Linked DNA regions of Mus musculus: all the other regions are linked to region 2. A link is a contact called in public Hi-C data. All regions are on one chromosome and are shown on one strand. The core of a region is the stretch at or near the end of the contact, and the rest is flanking DNA. Distances in the headings are between cores, read along the strand shown. Region 1 holds the start of Baalc (brain and acute leukemia, cytoplasmic). Region 2 holds the start of Azin1 (antizyme inhibitor 1). Region 3 overlaps Gm35167 (a long non-coding RNA gene).

What was found. Hi-C and Micro-C count contacts between places; a contact is called where the count stands out from the background.
Region 1: a Hi-C map of the C2C12 cell line shows a contact between it and region 2, with 4 times the contacts expected there. The contact joins the promoter of Baalc here to the promoter of Azin1 in region 2. A contact is called at or near these places in 14 of 39 promoter capture datasets (the 3T3-L1 cell line, 3T3-L1-derived adipocytes, the C10 cell line and 8 more), 1 of 15 datasets of contacts at CTCF or cohesin (the NIH/3T3 cell line), 10 of 484 Hi-C or Micro-C datasets (the C2C12 cell line, the N1E-115 cell line, cerebral cortex and 6 more), 6 of 115 datasets of contacts at active chromatin or transcription factors (embryonic limb bud, embryonic stem cells, extraembryonic endoderm stem cells and 1 more) and 1 of 9 other capture datasets (pancreatic islet).
Region 3: a contact with region 2 is called in a Hi-C map of the N1E-115 cell line, with 2.3 times the contacts expected there. The contact joins the enhancer-like site here to the promoter of Azin1 in region 2. A contact is called at or near these places in 1 of 39 promoter capture datasets (the C10 cell line), 1 of 15 datasets of contacts at CTCF or cohesin (the NIH/3T3 cell line), 1 of 484 Hi-C or Micro-C datasets (the N1E-115 cell line), 2 of 115 datasets of contacts at active chromatin or transcription factors (effector CD8 T cells and memory CD8 T cells) and 1 of 9 other capture datasets (embryonic stem cells).

What each region holds. Positions count from the first base shown.
Region 1 is chr15:38,932,478-38,936,947 of GRCm38.p6, forward strand. It overlaps Baalc (brain and acute leukemia, cytoplasmic), which reads left to right and starts at 1,432. Exons shown (of 2, transcript NM_080640.6): 1 at 1,432-1,599. The coding sequence starts at 1,432.
Region 2 is chr15:38,516,223-38,520,683 of GRCm38.p6, forward strand. It overlaps Azin1 (antizyme inhibitor 1), which reads right to left and starts at 3,044. Exons shown (of 12, transcript NM_018745.5): 1 at 2,687-3,044.
Region 3 is chr15:38,192,920-38,197,215 of GRCm38.p6, forward strand. All of the region lies in intron 1 of Gm35167 (a long non-coding RNA gene), which reads right to left. Among named protein-coding and RNA genes, the nearest start is that of Gm35167, 4.6 kb to the right of the region's middle. Within about 2 kb of position 2,717, at least 2 of the 459 cell types and tissues checked have an H3K27ac peak or open chromatin away from gene starts, as enhancers often do. A contact at or near this core is called in the N1E-115 cell line, where this site is marked.

The DNA of each region.
Region 1 (4,470 bases), core at 182-2,681, 410 kb after region 2:
CAGCATCAATGCAGGGGCTACTTTAGTCACTGAGCATGGATCATGGTTCCTAGTTCACAGGGCTCCTGTGAGGGTTAAAGGGGCAACATGCACAAAGGCTCTAACGATGTCTGACACAGACAGGGTAAGCATTATTTATGGCCTAGCACCAGCTGTCTCTTCCTCACAATCCTCTCTTTAGCCATGTTGGTTACATTCTTAACTTATGACTCACACAATCAGCTAAGTGCTTACCGACTAGCCTACCGAGCCTGGCCTATAAGCTGAGATGTTCTGATAGCAAGCTAAAAAAATGAGGCCAGCCAGGGATCGTTGCCATATGTAACCTTTCTAGATTGCTTAAGAGGGTACCCCAAAAGGTCAGCCACAAACCCCGTGTTTCTGTTGTGTGAATCTAGCTTGTATTTCTTACCAAAATGTGAAAATACAGAAAAAGGACAAAGTAAACTACATTTCCCTCTGTTACCCAGAAGTGTAGCCTATACAAAAGACTGGCTGGTCACTTTCAGCAAATCAGCTGCAGTCATGAGCCCAGGACCTCCTGGGCTCAGAAAGGGCCTGGCTCAAATTCAAAGCTCAGTGAACACTGTCTTGACACTCTTAGTCATTTTATTTTTGAATTTGAGTCATACAAGTGAAATTCAAGGCCCCTGGGTACAGCTTCCTGTTGTGAGCCAAGTCCCAGATGGTGGACGGCCATCTAGACTAGGCTGGTGGAGGAAAAGGGATGGCCTCTCTGGCTGTTCCCTCATGCCCGTAACTCCTGTGGCATCTGGCTGGCTTCTCTCCGCTCATTTGGCAGATCCCTTCTTTGATCCCTGGGCCTTTTTCTCCTACAAATCAGGTACTTGTTGTGTGTCCTGAATTCCCATCTTGTCCTCCTTTTGCTTTTTAGTGAGGTCATTTATTTGAAGTTCTGTGTTTCTTGGCATTTGTTGTGGGAGACACACTTGCTCAGTCCAATAGGTGGAGACTAGGAAAAATTATCTTTGTGTAACCGTCAAGAGAGTGACCTTACTTCTAGGAATTTATCCCAGAGAACCACTAGGAATAAAATTATTAATCAAAAGGAATGTTATTCCAGTAACATCTAGCATTAGAACGTGGAAACAAATATCCAGTTAGAGGGCATTGGTTAAATGATTGCTTGTTCGTACGACCAGCAGACGTGTAAAAAATAACATGGCCGAGTGTTTAATAATGTGGAAAAGTTGCCATCAATGTGTTAAGTGAAAACTTCAAGCTACAAAGCTATTTTTAAATCTTATTTTTAACGTAAAAACACACGTATTCTTACAGGAAAAGATAGCTTTACCAGGTGGAACTTGAGGCCACCTTTTGCTATTAGCTGCCCTTTCTTTGCCACCTTGGGATTGCTTGTAACAGCTGCCATTTGCAAGCCTCTGGTGCCATTCTCTCCTTGCCTCCCCAGGTGTGCTGGAAGACGGACTGTCCTCTAACGGGGTGCTCCGACCTGCAGCCCCGGGTGGAATAGCCAACCCAGAGAAGAAGATGAACTGTGGGACCCAATGTCCCAACTCACAGAACCTCAGCTCAGGCCCTCTGACCCAGAAACAGAATGGCCTCTGGGCCACAGAGGTAGGGTCAAAACTACAACATCAACTGGGGATGGAGAACAGGGGTGGAACTTACAAATCGGGACCACCAGCACTGTGTCCAGGGAAGGAAGACCTCGGGACCTCGGGAATCGAGGTTTTCCACCACTCAATGTAAAAACTTACTGCAAATGCCATTTTAATCCTTTCCTTGTGGGCTGTTGAGTTTTATTTAACTTATAGAAACGAGTCCTAGAGAGTTGCCCTCTGGAGGAAATGTGTGTTGGTTCAGGTACACAGCTTTGTCCAAAAGTCTCCTTGTGTTAGGCAGCAAAGCCAGCGGAAGGAAACAAAATTGGCATTGTACCTCATACCCTCTAATCAGCTGGTCAGTGCAAGGGTCTTCAAGGGTGACTCTTGTAAAATATCATACCAGCATCACCAGAAAGCTTGCTGTTTGAAAGAAGGCTGGATGCGGTCCTGGACCAGGCTGGCATCCTTTGATCCCTTACTTCCCAGAGGTTCTCCTGCTGTGCCTGGCTCCTCCATGGGGTAGGGCTGGGGGAGTGAGGGCTGCAGCCCAGAATGAAAGCTCTGAGCAATTGGAGACTCTGCAGTCTCTTCCTCCTCCTCCTCTTCTCCTCCTCTCCTTCTTCTTCCTCTTCCTCTCCTCCTCTCCTTCCTCCTCCAATTTCCTCATCTTCCCTGAAGTCCACCATTTACTTGAAGGTTCAGAACCCACTGATCCCACCTGTCCCAGCTCTGGCCTCCTGCATCCCGAGGGCACAGTTTCCTACCTAGTGATGGTATTCTTTTTGTTTTTTCTTCTGATCAGTCCCTTACATGGTAGTTTATTTCCCAAAGCACTTTCTTTTTCTGAGTTGATAGATCACAAAAGCATTGTTTTGTGTAGATGAAGACAAGGATCAAGTTTTTCCGTTACAGCAAAGACATTGTAAACATGTACATGGACCTTAAATAGCATACAATGCCATGGGGAAGAATGAAAACTAGCTAAACCCCGAGGTGACCAATTTTATTCCATTTCACTGTGTAACAAAGCTTATCGTTTGCAAGAATTTTGCGATGGAATTCCTTTTCACATCATTAAGTTGCTTTCAGTGGCTTTGATCAGCAAACCAGTTTCAAATTTGTCTCCAAAGTTCATTACCCGAGGAGACTTGTAGAGTCAATCTTTCAGAATCTCAGGTTTCTTAAACATATAGTGGAAATAAAATAATATCCAAAGGAACAGACAGATGGGCCTCCTCTTATAGACTGCGATACAAAGAACAATGGGAAGGAGGGACAAACATGATAGCTGGGCCCACAACACAATGACCTCATTAAGTGGAATGCTAATGGAGCCCAAAGGCTAGCTGGGGAAGGGAGATGGAAGGGTCTTGTATTGTCTACTTTGTGCATCAGCTGACTTTCAGGAGACCCAGTCATCATTGACAGAGTGCAAGGCAGTTTGGGGTCCACAGAACCATGTTCACGAGGTTGAGTGTTCTAGAGAAGGTCCAGATGTCTGTCTCCTAATCCTTCTCTCCATATTTGAGACACAGAATGTGTTATAGTGGAGAGATGGCAGTTACCTGGAAACAGCTTGATCTACATGCTTGTTTTCCTTGTGCCACATTCTGCCCTCCTCACCCATCATTTCAAAGTTGTGTTTTGCACTTAAAAGGGTGCTAGCTCTTAGGCCCTCTAGGCTTTGGAATCCTCCCAACAGCATCATGACCATTTTATAGGCAAGGGAAGTAAGGCATGCACTGTATGGCACAGATAGTACCATATACGTGATGGAGATGAACCTGGTGGATCAGAGCATCACAACGCAGGGCATGGGGCCATAGCTCAGTGGGTAAAGTGTTTTCCTAACAGCACAAACCCTTGGAGTTAATCCCCAGTGGGCAATGGGAGTACTGAGAAGATGAAGGTAGTGAAAGACCTCCGTGGGGATACCCCCACCCGAGTCACGAGATAGCGTGAGTGATTTGGGGTGTTGCCTCACCTGAGTCAGAACATGGGGGAGTCCTCACGTGTGGGTCTTTCAGTTGGAGGGTCAAAGTTCAAAGCTGCAATTTTACGATGGTGAGAAAACAACACGTACACTTTGGATATCACAATTCTAATTTCAAGTTGGGACCTCTTCCTCGCACCTGCAGTGCCACCTTCTCTTACATTGACAGTGGACAGAATAATGGCTTTCGGTCATCCTGGAGATCACCAAGGAACCAGCTGATAGCCCACGGTGAACTGTGGCACTGCAACCTACATTTTCAGCGTGCGTTGGGTTTATTAAGCTATGAACCATCTCCCCTGTGCACCAGCTCCTGGATGATGGCTCTTCTCCAGGAGGCACCTTTGGGAAAGCATACAGCCTCAGCCACACACCTCTTGCAGTTTTCCAATTCAGATTTACCAGAAAAAAATTGTGGGTTAAAGGCAATCCTTACTGGGCCTTGAGACTCTCTTCCTTAATTCTTAAGAGCACCCTTAAAATCCTCTGAGTTCCATCTGGCTCAGATGCCAGGGACTGCTGGAGTGCCAAGGACCCGGCCAGTGCCCATCTGGGGTGAGAGTGAGAGTCAGATGATATGATAAATAACATTGTTGCAGACTTGACTGGTGCTCTGAGGAACCTGGGAAGACATTAGTGGGGATAGTAACTGTTAGTACAGAGGCCCCCTCCAAAGCTCACATTCCTTTCTGAAGGGCGATGGGACACAATGAACACACCAGTGATGGTGAACAACAGGATTTTATGTTCTGAGTCCTCTGTGCTTTATAGCCCGTTGTGGATAATTGTATTTGATGTTAATTCCGTTCTGTGAGGGGCTGCAAACAAGGACTGAGTCAGCACTCAGGTGATTTCCTGTAAACCTGCTTCCCACCTTAATTTGTAAAA
Region 2 (4,461 bases), core at 1,794-4,293:
ATAATTTAATAGATACAAAAAGTGGTGCACAGTGTAAGATGGACATTTACATACAGGATAAATGCAAATATTTATCTGGAGGAGATAGTATAAAGGAAGGGGTACGTGAAATGTGGATGAAAGGCAATACTGAAAAACAAATTCCTAGCCAAGCAATGGTGGCTCACACTTTGAATCCCAGCACTTGAAAGGCAGAGGCAGTCAGATCTTTGAGTTCCAGGCTGGAACTACAGAGTGAGTTACAGGATAGTTGTGCAATTTTGAAACTGTCTAGAATAAGCGAAAAAGAAAAAGAAAAAAAGAAAAGAAGAAAGAGGAAAGAAAAATTACTCTCCTTTAGAATGACCTGTGTAAATTGGGAGGGAGGTGGAGATGGGCAGAAAGGTCATGCAGCCTTAGGCTGGCTGGCCCTAAACACTTCTGGGGCCAAAGAGGTGAAATCCTGCCTCCATTTCCCAAATGCTGGGATTACAATCAATGTGAGGATTAGGATCTCAGAAGTGCTTCTCACCTGGTTTATAGGGTGCTGGAAATCAAACCCAGGGCTGGAGATTCTAGGCAATCACTTGACCAACCACAAATCTAGCTCCACCTTGACACTCCTCAAAATTGTTTTCCTCTTCGAAATATCTTTACAAATGTTTCTGCTATCTTTGCAGATTTTCCAAAAAAAAATTGTTTTTTTTTTGTTTGTTTGTTTTTTTTAGACAGGATTTCTCTGTACAGCCCTGGCTGTTCTCAAACTCATAGATCTGCCTTGCCCCAAGTGCTGGGATTAAAGGAATGCACAACTGCCCGGCAAAGTTTTTTAAAATCAGGCATATACATATACACACAATGGACTACCAGAAACAATTTATTAACATATAAAATATGCTAAATAAAAGCCTTTTGCACAAAAGCATGCATATCAATTGATTCCATTTAAGTCCCTTGATTTAAAAAAAAAAAAAAAAAGGAAGGCTAGATGGGCCTCACAAGAACTGCTGTGACCTGTCAGGAGGGCTAGATGAGGATGTTAATGTTCTGTCTTGACCTAGATGTAGATTATAAAGTTCTTTCTCCTCTCTTTGCACACAGGATTTTGCTTTATGTGACCATAGCTAGCTTCAAGAACTTCCTGGGATTACAGGTGTAACAACACCTGGCATCACTTTGCTAAAACGTACTAAATACAAGCCAAACTTGTCCTGAGCCTGGAGTCCTAGCACCAGGCTGATGAGGAAGGAAAATCAGACTCAAGTCTGGGCTACAAAGTGAGGTCCTGTCTCAAACAAACAACAAAATCTAATCAAACAGTACAAATAAATAATGAGAATTTTACTGCCAATTTCTAAAAATTAGAGAATGGGACTGTATTTAATGTATGGAAATACTCAAGTTAGAGCTATGAAGCATTTTGATGTCCGTAATGCAGAATTAGTAAGATGGCTGGAAGGTAAGTAGAGTAAAATGTTAGCTGCGGAATCTAAATTGAAGGTACCACTCTGAGTTCATTGTTGGGAATCATACTAAAACATTAGAGAAATAAATTGATTACTCATTTATCTTTATAACCTACAGTTTTATGTAAACACCCTTTCCTACTTATTACCTGTGAATTCCTCGGGGCTTATTGGTACCAAGCTTGCTTTCCTGTCGGGCCTAGTTCTCATAGTCCTTTCCTGAGGAAGTTAATCAGCTCTCACCCAGGCTGTGCATATATTAATGGTAAAACACCACAGGACAAGAACAACCTAAGATATCCACCACAAAACTGAGTTCAATCTGTTCAAACATCCTGAGGCTGTAAACAGTGTAAACTGCTTGCTTCGTTCAGCCAGTAACACACGTTCATGATACTTAATACCATAAAACGTTTAAACACTACTAACCGCTGGCAGCCAACAGAGTCCTTGATAAGCCGCATCAACCTACCCTTCGCCCTCTTTCTGCCCCGCGATCACAGCTAGGACCAGAAAACGAAGCCATGGTGACTAATCTCCAGGCTTCAGGAGGTGACTGGGGTAAGTGAAAGCGACTTGGCCCAATCAGGAGAGCCGCAGGGGCGGGTCAGCAGCGCCGAGGTTTCCAGAAAGGGCCAAAGGCCTATTCGCTTGCTACTTGACACCGGGGCTTCCCCGCCGCCGGCCCCGAGTGAGGTCAACTTTCCACCGCCAGAGGGGGAGCGCGCACTCCGCACCCCCTCTCCCGCCCGCAAGAATCCAGCCTCCTCCCAGCTGTCACCAGATGCCGGCTCGAGGCCCGCCCCGCTCCATTCATAACCCGGAGCCCCGGCCGCCGCAGCCCGTCCACTCCGCACCACAACCCCCTGCAGGCACTGAGACAGGGAGAGGGCGATGGGACCCCCAGCCCTCCAGGCTGCCGCCGGACCCCCTCCCCGGAAACAGCAATGCACCACGGGAGTGGGGTGGGGGCCGCATGCCGCCGAGAGGGAACAGCGACCACCGCCAGCCTGCCCCCGAGCGCGGCCCCACGCGCACACGCCCCCTCGCTCAACCGCGGCTGTCGGCTGCCGCCCTGGGTCGCGAGGCGCCGGCCGCCGCCCGGGCCACCGGCAGCCGCCACACACGCCGCCGGCCGCCATGTTCGAGGCCGCCGGCTGCGGGGCACTGCGGGGACACCGAGGGCGGCGTGGCCCAGCCCAGGCGCCGGACCCTCCCGCGCCCCTAAGTCCGGTACTCACGTGAGATAACGGCCCAAAGAGTCGGGTAAAGCGTCTTCTCTTTTTCGGCGGAATTTTTAAAGAGGGATGTGGTTACCTTGAGCAGAAATACCCAAGGCGGCCTGGGCCATAGGCTGCGGGGACGACGTGGGGGAAACGCGCGGCACCGACACCAGCTGAGCAGCAGTGGCGGCGGCAGCCGAACTGGAGAAATGGAGCGGCGCGAGAAAAAGAAGAAAGGCGCGAACTGGGTGGGGAGAGGATTCAGCCTCGTCACTCCGCAGAGCAGCAGAGCGAGAAGGATGAGAAGAGCAGAGCAGGAGACAACCAGAGAGAAAAACGGAAACACCGCGGCGAGAGTTGAGCCAGAGAGTGTGGGAAGGCGGTGCCAGAGACGCCAGTATTTATACTCAGGGGGGCGGGGGCTGCTGACGTCACAGACGGCCGGTCGGCCGCACGACGGGGGTGGGGCCTGTGCCGCCGGGGAATGTGGGAGGGGCGGAAGGGGAAGGACAGCCTTGTGCAGTTAGGGGGCCGAAGGGCGGGACCACCGGGCCTGGCAGGTGCTGGCCCGGCGCTCGCTTCCCGCCCTCGCGCTGCAGCCGCTCCCCAGCGGGCTGCTAGTTTCGTAGGCGGGGCAGAGGGCGCGCGGCCCAGCGGATCGCGGATCGCGCCCTCGCCCTTGCGGCGCCTGCGCGCCACGCTAGCAGCCAACGATCCGCTTTGTGAGCCGGCAGCTAGTCCATGCTGACGGCAGCCTTCGGGACCGTCCTGGGTCCTCGGCTTACCGACTCCAGTATTTTAGGAGAGGAGGGTGTGCGCCATCACGGGGCTTTCTCGGTGCACTAGTTTATGTAACAACTGTATACTATGCCCGGGGACTGTATTCCGAGGGAGAGGTTCCCGCCTCTCCATGGGTTGCGGAGCTCCGTTATGAAAATGAGTTCCCCGTGGCCAGCAAGAACCAGTCCGGTGTGGTTACTGAGGCTTTGATCGTACCAGAATGTTCCTCCGTGTTCGCATGTTGCAATATGGTGCAGTAGATTTTTTTTTTAAATGTGGCTTTTCTTTCTTTGTCTTCATTTTCAAAAAGGGTTGATGCAGTCAGACCCAGCCCTATTAAAGCGGGGCCAGTGTTGCTGAAGTTACATGACTTAAAGGCACATCTCTTTAATCCTCTGCATTTCTCGTTTGAAGTCATTCTTTTTTTTTATTCTTTTGTTTTGTTTCTCCAGAAAGGCTTTCTCTGTGCAACCCAAGCTGTCCTGGAACTCCCTCTATATACCAGGCTAGCCTTGAACTCTGCCTGGTATATAGGTGCTCCTAGGTGCTCCTGCTAAAGGCACGTGCCACCACACCAGGGTTTCTCTCTAATCTTGTTTGTTTTGTTTTGTTTTTCTTCAGTTTTTCGAGACAGGGTTTCTCTGTATAGCCCTGGCTGTCCTGGAACTCACTCTGTAGACCAGACTGGCCTCGAACTCAGAAATCTGCCTGCCTCTGCCTCCCAAGTGCTGGGATTAAAGGCGTGCGCCACTACTGCCCGGCCGTTTTTTCTCTATTCTCTATTATTTAATAAACTTTTATTACTAAAGTAAAATGACGGATGTAGCCTCCCCCCTCCCCTTATATTTAAAATCCTTTTTCTAGCTGGATGAGGTGGTGCATGCCTTTAATCCCAGCATAAGAAGGCAGAAGCTGATGGATCTCTTGAGTTCAAAGTTAGCCTGGTTTCTAGACAGCTTGAGCTACACGTAGTGAAACCCTGTCTGGAAAAAGGAAAAACCAAAGGCCATTTT
Region 3 (4,296 bases), core at 1,467-3,966, 320 kb before region 2:
GTAATTGTAATGCTTTGAGGATCATGGCAGCACTGGTTTTGTGGGTATGCCTGTAAGTTTTATATTAGTTCTATTTTTAGACCTGATGTAAGTTATTTAACATACAATTGAATCCCATCATCTGTCATCTCTGTTCCCTGTGTGGTGTGGGTTTTGTTTGTTTTGTTTCTTAATTCACTGACACAACACATTCCACAGTGCTTAAACCACCCCGAAAGGTGGCACACACCTGTACATTTGCTTTCTCTGACTAGCCTACCCAGCCCTGTGGACGGCTGAAAGGAAGAGAAAGGGGGCGTATGCCCACCCCACCTTCCTCCCCTGATGTCTGAGCTTAGAGCTGCCACCAGGCTACCCTTCCTTTAGAGGCCTTGTTCACCACTTTGGAATTTACCATCTGTTCTCTGTATGTAACCTGACACACACACCTGAACCTAAGGTCATACCATGCCACCACATACACATCACCAAGACTCTGCTAGAATGGTCATCTTGTGAAACAACCCTCTTGTTCTCTGTCCCACTGACCTAAGACCTAACATGCACACGGTGCTTAATCACAGGAAAGTCTAAAGGCTCAAGAGAAGCCTTAAGAGCAAATTGGGGGAGGGGTGGATAACAATCTGACTTGACAAAAGCTTGTTATTTAAAGCTGGCACAGCCAGGCAGTGGTGGTGCACACCTTTAATCCCAGCACTTGGGAGGCAGAGGGAGGCAGATTTCTGAGTTCAAGGCCAGCCTGGTCTACAAAGTGAGTTCCAGGACAGCCAGGGCTATACAGAGAAACCCTGTCTTGAAAAACAAAACAAAACAAAACAAAATGAAAGTTGGCACAATAATTAACATCTACAAAAGAAATGTAAATTGGAAAAAAATAGTACAAAATTCTGTAAGGTACCCTGGGATTTCAGCTGAAAGTCTGGGCAATTCATGCCCCTTCTGTGATTGGCTGATGGGTTACCCATAAAGTGGGACTTCCTAAGACTGCGCTGATCAGGTGGCTGGAGACAACAGAACTGTGGTTTATTACAGAGCTGGAGGTCAGAAACCAGAGGACACTCCCCTAGCATCCTGCCTCCGCAGCTTTTGGCTTACTGCCTCTCTTTGACATTCCCTGACTTGAAGAAGCCTCCTTTGTTTTCTAGGGCAGAAATTATAGGTGGATGTAAGAAGGGGGAGAAAGGGGAAAGAGAGAAAAATAGCAAACGTCTTCTCTTATACTGAAAATCTAGGTTTAAGTACATAGATGCAAATACACACAAGCACATGACACTATAGTCAATTCTGAAGGGAAAGCCTGGGGTCCAGCGGTCTCACCTGCTAGGCTCAGTCACCCATCCCCAATGCCAACCAAGGAGGTGGGTGGAAGTTCAGTGCGGTCACATTGGGGAGAGGTCTAATGATCCACATCCATCTTTGGTATACTGAGGCGAGCATTAGGCTTAAATAGAGGAGGGACCGGAGCGAGCAGTGGGCGAGAGCTGTGCAGAACTGAGCAGTTCTGTCAAGGTCAGCTCTCAGTGGCCATTCCTCAGCTCTGCTTCAGCAAAGTGGGCAAAGCACTGAAGTGGTTCTCAACCTGTGGGTCGTGACCCCTGTGCAGGTCACGTGACCTTTACACAGGGTTAACTAAGACTATTGGAAAATGCAGATATTTACATTACTATATATATATATATATATATATATATATATTTTTTTTTTTTTTTTTTTTTTTTTTTTTGGTTTTTTCGAGACAGGGTTTCTCTGTGTAGCTCTGGCTGTCCTGGAACTCACTTTGTAGACCAGGCTGGCCTCGAACTCAGAGATCCGCCTGCCTCTGCCTCCCAAGTGCTGGGATTAAAGGCGCGCACCTCCACACCTGGCAGTTGAGAACTTTTCAAAGGTGTTTTATAAGCAATCTAGCTCTCAGAGGATGACTCCTCCTGGGCTGGAGAGATGGCTCACAACCATCTGAAATTAGTCGCCTTCCTTTGGCCTCTGTGGGCACTGCATGCAAATGGTGCACAGACAAACATTCATACACAAAATATAATAAAATATTTTTAAAATGCCTCCCCCAAAAGAAACAAACAAACAAAAACTCTAGAGCTGGTTTATTACAGAAAAGAGGGGCAGCAGGTTAGGTCTCTCTCCCAGGCCCATTTACCTACAAGGTTTCCTGGAAAGGGAGAAGACTTTCACTATCATGGGCCACATGCCACTTTGCTCAGAATGTGCCTGCCCTTGTGTTAGAAGTCCCTCTGTGTGGAGACCTCATCATGCTAGTGGGTTCAAAGGAAAGCATGCTAACACTCAGGATTGGATCTGGGATTTTGGTCTTTGTCTAGGTTAAGATTTCATTGCTGTGAAGAGACACCATGACCATGGCAGCTCTTATAAAGGACGACATTTAACTGGGGCTGACTTACAGGTTCAGAGGTTTAATTTAGTTCATGATCATCATGACAGAAAACACGGCAGCATGCCAGAAGACATAGTGCTAGAGAAGCAGCTGAGAGTTCTGCATCTTGATCTGAAGGCGTAGCTTGAGCATAGGAGACTTCAAAGCCCACCCCCACAGTGACTTACTTCTTCCAACAAGGCCACACTCACTTTAATAAGGCCACAACTTCTAAGAGTCCCTATGAGCCAAGCATTCAAACACATGAGTCTATGGGGGCATACTTATTCAAGCCACCACAATGGTAACCGGTGAGTCTATGCAAGAGGCTGCTGCAGCTGGCCCCATGAGCTGCATCTCCCAGTCCCAACTCTGTGTCCACACAGCCTTCCGTCTTCATCGGCAGCTTCCTTCTCTTCACAAACTTTCCCCTCTTTAATTTTATTTTTTAAGAAGGTTATTTTTATTTTATGTGTATGTTTGCTGTATGTTTGCAAGCATGTGTGTGCCTGGTGCCCAGGAAGACCAGAAGTCAGCAGATCCCCTGGAACTGTAGTTACAGGTCGTTGTGAGCTACCACGTGGGCTCTGGGAACTGAATCTGGGTCCTTGGTAAAAGTAGCGAGTGCTCTTAAGTACGTTTATTTTATTTTTTAAGATGTATTTATTTTATTTATATGAATACACTGTAGCTGTCTTCAGACACACCGGAAGAAGGCATTGGATCTCATTGCAGATGGTTGTGAGCCACCATATGGTTGCTGGGAATTGAACTCAGGACCTCTGTGAGAGCAGTCAGCGCTCTTAACCACTGAGCCATCTCCAGCCCTCCTTACTTTTATTTTTAAAATTACATTTATGCATATGTGTATGTATTTTGTGTGTATATGTTTGTATGTATGTAATATATATGTATGTGTATGTGTATGTGTATGTGTATGTGTATGTGTATGTATATGTATATGTATATGTAGGCATCCACATGCCCTAGCAGGCTTGGACTGGTCAGAGAACAACTTTCAGGAATTGGTTCTCCTTCTACCATGTGGACTCTGGGAACTGAGCTCAGATTGTGGCTTGATGGCAGGCACCTTTACCAGTTGAGTTGACTCCAATTTTCCCTCTTTAAAAAGGACACCAAACAGAATGGGTGACAGTCCCTTTGGATGGTCTTATAACTAGATTTGCCTGTATCAGAGACCCTGCTTACGAATAGATCACATTTGGAATTTCACCGGTATGAATTTCAACATATCTTTTGTGGGAGCACAATTTAACCCAGAGAGATAGCATTGAGCTACCATCTAAGTCTGAGTGGCCTTGAAGTGGTGCTGCCTCAGCCGAGCCAAAGGACCCTCTGGGGTGTGGTGAGACTTATATTTTGCTTTTGTTTTTTGTTTATTTGTTTGTTTGTTTATTTTTCAACTTGACAGAAGCTAGAATTATCTGGGTAGAAAAACTTCAATTCAGAAATGTCAGGGCTAGAGAGACAGCTCAGTAGTTAAGAACACTAACTGCTCTTTCAGAGAACCCAGGTTCAATTCCCAGCACCCACATGGCAGCTCACAACTGTTTGTAACTTCAGTTCTAGGTCACCTGACATTTTCACAGAGAATGCACATGAAAAATAAAGGGGGAGGTTCCATTATAATGCTTATAGACAAGTCTGTGGAGGATTTTCTTGATTGCTAACTGATAGGAAAGGGCACCCTCCTGGGGTAGTACCAGAACCGAGGTGATGGCCCTGCTGTGCTATTAGGAAGTGGGTTGAGCAAACCACAAGGAGCAAGCAGGTACCCAGTTCTCCCTCCTCCAGGATCCTGCCTACCTTCAGTGATGGAGTGTGCCTTGAGATGTAAAAGCAGAAATTCGCCCTTTCCTCCGCAAATTAGTTTGGTCATGGTGTATTATGAC